Linked DNA regions of Mus musculus: region 1 is linked to region 2. Evidence: chromatin contacts called from public Hi-C data. All regions are on one chromosome and are shown on one strand. Each heading gives the region's core, a stretch centred on a gene start, on an enhancer-like site or on the middle of the called end of the contact. The rest is flanking DNA. Distances are from core to core; before and after follow the strand shown.

Region 1 (3,815 bases), core at 77-2,576, 540 kb before region 2:
CAAAGCAAGGCACATATCTTTAGTCCCAACACTTGGAGGGAGAGGTAGGCAAATCTACAGCCTGGTCTACATAGTGAATTCAAAGACAACCCCAGGAATATACTGTGAGAATCTGTTAATAATAATAATAATAATAATAATAATAATACAAAATTTTAAAGCCACACTTAGGCTTAAGGGAGCCCAGTCCCCATTCCTCATTCATCTGGGAGGATGGTAACAGCTGGCTTCAGCATTTTGAAGTCCAGTGGGCAGGACTATGGGGATTTGAGAAAGCTCTCCCGGGTTCAGTGGGCAGGGCTCAGACTGGGCAGCAGGACTAAGACTTCTCAAAGGAGCTGATGGCTCAGTCCTCTTTCCTCTCCCAGGCAGGGCACCAAAGGTCTCCCAGCTACATGCATGCTTCCCACACATTGAGATGTCCTGGTTCTAAGTACATTCTGAAAGAGGCTCTGAAGTTCCTTATCTCACACAGGGATAGGGCTGACCACAGCACCTCTTTCCTAGGCCCTGGTTCCTTCTTTGATATGGTGTCTACACCCCATTTTATTCTGGGTGAACTGAGATCTTTAAGTGTTTGTTTTGGTGGTGGTGGTGGTGGTGGTGGTGGTGGTGGCTGACAGGGTCTCATGTAGCCCAGGTGGCCTTGGACTCCCTGTGTAGCCAAGGATGGAAGGTGATGTTGAATTCCTGATCCTCCTGCCTCTACTTCCCCAGTGCTAGGATTACAGATGTGTGCCACACGCCTGGTTTTACATGGTGCTTGGGATTGAACCCACGGCCTTGTGCATATTAAACAAACATTCTACCGGCCAAATTGTGTGTGCTCCTATTCCTGATTTCAGCATTTCTACAGTCATGTGACCTCACCCTGTCTCTCAGCCCTCTCATCTGAAAAATGGAGATGTCAGTAGGCCCAACCCATATAGTAGCAAAGACAGAAGACTGGCCTGACCTGCTTTAAGGACTGCCACACAAAGCAAGTTATTATCAAGGATCGTTGTCACTCGAGCTTGCCTTGTTCAGGACACCCTGAGTCCCAGATGTTCAGCCACTGTGCCCTACACCTGTGCGGCATTCTTCTGTTTTTTTTTTTTTTTTTTTTTCGGAAGCCACAGAGAAGACTGAGACAGAGGTGTCCAGGCCAAGGGCCAGCCTCTCTCTGGGTCACCCTCTGTGACCTGGGGTCCTCCCACCAGGCATCCGTTCTTTCTGCGCACCCCCCCCCATCCTCCGCCCCGCCCCCGCCAGCGGCATTGGGACTCACAGCCGTGGGTCTCCCAAGCCAGCTCCTCCTCCATCCTGCAGCTCCCGGCTGGTGCTAGGCGTTTAGTTGCCAGGGCGGGGAGAGCGCAGAGCTGGGAGCGCGCAGAGCGGGGAGTGGGTGGTGGAGGCTTTGCATCTCTCTGTAGCCCCTGCTCATTATCAGCCCATCCGCGAATCCGACCCGGGCACCCACAGCTTACACACACACACACACACACACACACACACACACACACACACACACACGCCTTCAAGCTGCCTAGGTCCCTGCGCGCAATCCCCCTGGGACCTCCCAACCTTGATGCCTCAACAAGCCCTCCCACACTGGACACTTCAGACCCCTACTACCCCACCAAGCCTACGGACATAGGACAAAAGATGTATTCAGGATCAGAAAAATCGGGTTACAACAATAACGAGATATAAATTACGTTACTTAGATTGGCTAAAACCAAACGCAAACAAACAAACAGAAACACGGAGAAAGCTGGAGGATGCCATATGCCAGATGCCAGAGCAGACGGTGCAGTTGTCCCAGCGAGTACACTCCGCTGGTGGCAGCAGCCTAAGGCTGGCATTCTGGAATCCAGACTGGCAGAAAGGAGGGAAAAGACTTTTCAACCCGAAGGAAGTAAAATAAATCAAAGGCAAACAAATCAATGAAATTAACATTGTAAAAATTCCTCCAGTAAAATGAGCCACCCTCTGCGCTGCCTGCTGCTCTAAGAAACTGCTATTCCTTTCCGTGTGGAATGCTCTTCCAACCCTTTCCCCTCAGCAGACTAGATCCCTGTCATTCTTTTTGGAGACTAGCTGAAGCGTCAAATTCCCAGTGTTAACTGTGCCTCCAACATTCTCCACTTCTCCACGTTGACATAGCCTTTAATTGTTAGAGCGTGGTCACAATTTTATAATTCCATGACAGTCAAATCACACTAGGCTTTGGGCCCATTTCCCTGTAATTTAATATTAAAAAGAAACAAAAATTTGGGTGTTTTTTTTTTCTCCTTTGTTTACTGTTGGTGTGTTTTGTCTTCTGAGACCAAATCTAGCTTTTTGTCCACGCTGGTCTCCAACACACCGGCTCACGTGATCTTCCACGTCAGCTTCCCTCCAGAGTCAAGTATCAGTCAAGACTCTGACCATACTGCAAGATGCTGGGATACCCCGGAGCCACCCGTTGCCTCCCGAAGAAGCTCAAAAATTCACACAGGCTCTTGAGCGTGGCAGTATTACATCTGTTGAGTCCTTTTGCTGCCCATCTTCTCTGCTTCTCTGTGTGCTGTTTTGTTCTTCGTTAGATGAACAGAAGCATAAAAGGAGGAGAGAGCGGGACAGGACGGCAGACTGCCCCACGATGGGAGCCCAGTGCAGATGTTTGCAGTTCCCTGAGCTTGTGTGATGTTTGGACACTGCCCAGATGTCTCTGGATTTTAGTCCCACCCTGCCCTTGCTGGAGGGGATGCTCTGACCGGTGGCAAATGACCAGAAGATTTATTTCAGCTCCAAAAGACTTCTCAGTGCTTGGCTTCAAAAGACCCAAGTGCTTGCTTGGCTGTGGAGCCTCCCTCTGGAACAGATAAAAGTCTTTTTATGTAGAGGGATGATTTTTGCCCCGGCATGCTATTTAGACATGATCAAAGCTACAGAGAAGATAGAAGAATAGTGCTGCAGATTAACATTTTTCCACATTTCAGATTTGAAGGCTTTTTAATTAAAAAAAATTTTTTTATGTACCTGAGCATTTTCCTGCATATAGTATTTTTGCCTGTGTGTGCACACACACAGTTTTAGCACTTAGGATGCAGAGTCTAGACTGGGCACCATAGCCCAGGCCTGGCTACATAGTAAGACCCTACCTGTAATAAATCTATCAATAAATGGATAAATAAATAAATAAATTCTCCTATCAAACTGCCACTCTGGCCCATTAACCATCTTCTCTCTCTCCCCTTTTTTTTTAAAATTTATTTTATTTATGTGAGTTCATTGTCACTGTCTTCAGACACACCAGAAGAGGGCATCAGATCTCATTACAGATGGTGGTGAGTCACCATGTGGTTGCTGGGAATTAAACTCAGGATCTTCAGAAGAGCAGTCAGTGCTCTTAACCGCTGTGCCATCTCTCCAGCCCCGAAACCATATTTTCTCATACCTCCCTCTCCATGGTCTCTCTAGACTGTAGGAACCACTATTTTTGTCTCTGCTTTAAAATCATCTTTGTATCTTAAACATAAAAGTAAGCCAGGCATGGTGGCACACGCCTTTAATTCCAGCACTCGGGAAGCAGAGGCAGGCAGATTTCTGAGTCCGAGGCCAGCCTGGTCTACAAAGTGAGTTCCAGGACACCCAGGGCTACACAGAGAAACCCTGTCTCAAAAAAACAAAACAAAACAAAACAAAAAAGCAAAAAAAAAAAAAAAAAAAAAGAATAAAGAATATGCTTTAAAAATAAATAAATAAATAAATAAATAAATACATAAAAGTAGATACATGTATTTGCCTCTCTTTGCCTGGTTTATCACAATGTCTTTTGACTTTTTTTCCTA
Region 2 (3,773 bases), core at 1,109-3,608:
GACTTGAGAGCACTCACTGCACACCATACACAGACCAAGCTACATAGTTTCAAACTATAAAAATGTGTAGAGGGTGAGAAGTCTACCTACTTAATAAACAAGACCAGATAAACCAGAATTTTTTTTTAACACACAGGGTTTGTTTTTGTTTTGTTTTTTTCCCAGTGGAAGAAATAACCTAGCGACCTTTGCTATTCTGTGAAGACAGCCTTCACTCAGAATCCCCCAGACGCCTGGGCACTGTTTCTGAGTCAGTATAACCCCTATGAAAGAGGTCCTGTGCGTTTTGAAAAAGAGTTTGCTATTCTGCTTATTAGAAACCTTTGCTCCCTAGGCTCTTGTTCTGAGCACTGCCTGTCAGTCACTAGAGCCTGTTCTTGTGGAAGGAGGGACATAAGTGCTCTGCAAAGGACATGTGCTTTGCAAGGGAGTTCCACTGCAGGCACACCTTAAGCTTTGTTGTGATAGCTGTCACAAGGAAACTTTTCCCCCCAAGGTTTTACTCAAGTATGAAAAACCTACACTGGTTGGTGTCAGACCCCAGAAAGTCGAACTAGCCTGGCTAGGTCATGCCGAGCTGAGTTTTATTCTTGCCTCTTTGCCTGGCAACAGGAACAGCTGAGAGCTCATATCCAGAACCTGAAGCAGGAAGCAGAACACTAGCTAGGAATAGTGCAGGGCTTTGAAACCTCATATCCTACCAAGTGATGAGCTTCCTCCAACAAGGCCCCACCTTCTAAGCCTGCCCAAACAGCAGCACAACTGGAGATCAAGCATTCAAATGCCCGAGCCTATAGGGTAAATATCACTGGAATCAGCACAGTGTAAGACTCCAAACGCCAAAGTGTGTGCACTATAGAATGGAGCAACACCAAGTGTGTGTTACAACCGAAAACAGCCCATGGAAGCACCTGCAGCTATGAAAAAGAAAAGGCAGTCAGCCACAGACCTTTGTATATGTTATTTTCCACTTCTATGTTAATGTGAAGCCACCCCAACCAATACCTGCTGAGCACCGAGCCCTGGAGACAGGCTAGGGGAGCTATGTAAAGACTATGTGCAGCAAGGGCTCATTCTCCTAAAACAAAGTGCGAAGAAAAGAAATTTAACACCAGGAGCCGGTAGGATAACTCAGGTTCAGTAAAGTTGCCTGCTGCCTCTGAGCCAAAGGACATGGGTTCAACCCTCAGAGTCCCTGTGATGTAAGGAGAGAATAAACTCCCTCCACATGCAGGTAACTACGTGTCTACCCACTCACATGCAATGAGACATTGTAAAAAGGAAAAGATAAATACCAAAGTATCCAACAGAATGCATCCTTTCATAGGCGCACACAGCAGTTAAGCACAGGATTCCAAGACAAAGATGAGTAGTAAATTAGTAAAAACTAAAAATGGAAGCAGTGTGTGTGTGTGTGTGTGTGTGTGTGTGTAATGCATGCACATTATGTGTAGAGCTCTTATCATTCTGGGCCTTCATTTTGAGACAGGATCTCTACCTCAATCAAAGAACTAGTCTGGAAGCAAGCAAGGCTACCAGACCCGCCTATGTCCAGCACCACTACAGCACTAGGATTAGAGTCATAAAGTATGGCCATGATCTGCTTTTAGAGCTGGGTCCAAATTCAGGTCCTCATGATTGTGGAGCAAGAACCTTAACACTGAGCCATCTCTTCACCCCTCGACTCCACCCCTTTTTTGTTCTCGGGCATAGGTGTTACTATATTATGCTTAATAGCCAGAAACTAACTACATAGAAGCCGCCTTAAACTCACAGAAATCTTTCTGCTTCTTCCTCCAAGGTGCTGGGATTAAAGAGACGTGCAACCATGACTGGTCGTGTTCGTTTTAAGACAAGGTCTCACTCTAGTCCAAAAAGAACTAGTAGTCACTCTGTAGCCCAGGCTGGCCTTGAACTTTTTACCATCCTACTTCACCCTGCCCAGTGCTGGGATGACGGGTGTGAGCCACTACGCCCGGTCCCCAAGCAAGGCATTATAGAAGATATAGAAGGCTATGCTGTAACGCTCAACCGCTAAATTCAACCCCTAGTACTAAGGTTAAGTGTGTCCAGTCTTCTGAAGACCACCTCCAAATTTGGCAGCGACTGGTCTTTGCACGCCGTGACAAAAGTCTGAAAGTTGGATGGGCAGGTGGGGTCGCAAGGCACGCTGGGGTGCGTAGTCTCTCTTTCTGATACCAATCCCAACGCTGCCTTTGCGCACCGCCTTGACATACCCAATCAGAGGGCTGTAACGTGGCAGCCACCCGCAGCCCCGCCCCCGGCAGCGCCTACCACTCGGCGTCGCTGCGCAGGGAGAACGTGGCGCGCTCCTGGCGCTACGAGACCGCCCGCGGCCCCGGGTCCACCCCACGCCTGGGCGGCCACGCGCACGCTGCGCGTCCACACCCTTTTCCGGTCCGGGCTGCCCGACCGCTCTTGCTGCTGCCGGTGGATGCTGCGCCTCTCGGAGCGCAATATGAAGGTGCTCTTCGCCGCCGCCCTCATCGTGGGCTCCGTCGTCTTCCTTTTGCTGCCCGGACCCTCCGTGGCCAACGATAAGAAGAAGGGACCTAAAGTCACAGTCAAGGTCTGGGCTCCCCTCACCAGCGAGGCCTGCCTTCCGCCGCCTTAGGTCCGGCTCAAGCCGGAGCGGGTCTGGCCCAGTAGTTCCGACCTGAGCGTCCTTGTTCTTGTTCAGTTCTTCCTTGGGTCGACTTTGATCTCTTGAAGCCAGGCTCGCCCTATCTACTCAGACTAGAGAATAACCCAGACTCCCCCAGCCCCCCGCCCTGACCCAGGATGCCCAGCTTCGGCCAGCACGGACATCCTTAGGACGGTCCCTTTGCACATCCCCTGCATTGCTGGGAAATGGTGATGGATCAGAATTGCCGAATCTTTTACTATGGTCTCTCCAGTTTAGTGTGTTTTGTAGCACACACAGTAAATATAGTTAAACTTGCAAGCACAGTGTATCTCCCTGTGTATGTCCCCCTTTTAATGTATGTTTCTATAATCTGGAATCATTTAAAGAGCACAGATTGCTATTCTATAGTCTTGAGAACGAAAACTTTTAAAAAATGTTACATTATTTACTTAGTAGGGAGAGGGACTCGGGTACCACAGTGCAACCGTAGAGGTCAGAGGACAGTTTGCAGGAGTCCATTCACGTTGGTCTCTGGTCTTCAGGCTTGGCCGCAACCGAATTTTCCTCTAAGCCATAAGGCAGTCTGTAATCCTTTCTTGGGGTGGACCCAAGTGCTGTGGCATATATTACTCCCAGCTACTTGAGGGAGACTACAATTTAGCAAGATTAATTACTGGGGTTATTAGCTCAGTGGTGGACGGCTTATCTGCAGTGGCCCACCATTTCGTACTCCCTAGTACTGGGGTTGGAGACTACTAGAGCTTTCATAAGTGTACAGATGGTTGTAGCCACCATCTAGGTGCTGAGAACAGAAGCTCTAGGGTCTGGGAAAGCAGCAGATGCTCTTAACAGCTGCTGTTTCTCCAGCCTGTTTGTTGGATTTGTACAAAGGTTTTGCCCTACTCAGCCACAGCTTTAGGCTTTGTTCTCACTCATGGGGTAACTCCTCAGGCCCTCCTCTACCAAGGCCCCTGTGAAGGCTAAGCTTGGACTTGTTCACTTTCCTTAGGTATACTTTGATTTACAAATTGGAGATGAATCTGTAGGACGAGTCGTCTTTGGACTCTTTGGAAAGACTGTTCCAAAAACAGTGGATAATTTTGTAGCCTTAGCTACAGGAGAGGTA

The links. A called contact is a pair of places that touch in the nucleus more often than the background predicts.
Region 1: a Hi-C map of muscle stem cells shows a contact between it and region 2, with 4 times the contacts expected there. The contact joins the promoter of Ankdd1a here to the promoter of Ppib in region 2. A contact is called at or near these places in 1 of 484 Hi-C or Micro-C datasets (muscle stem cells) and 3 of 115 datasets of contacts at active chromatin or transcription factors (embryonic forebrain, forebrain and memory CD8 T cells).

Annotation. Positions count from the first base shown.
Region 1 is chr9:65,518,893-65,522,707 of GRCm38.p6, forward strand. Ankdd1a (ankyrin repeat and death domain containing 1A) reads right to left here and starts at 1,327. Exons shown (of 15, transcript NM_001370871.1): 1 at 1,268-1,327. The coding sequence starts at 1,301.
Region 2 is chr9:66,057,811-66,061,583 of GRCm38.p6, forward strand. It overlaps Ppib (peptidylprolyl isomerase B), which reads left to right and starts at 2,359. Exons shown (of 5, transcript NM_011149.2): 1 at 2,359-2,590; 2 at 3,657-3,770. The coding sequence starts at 2,456.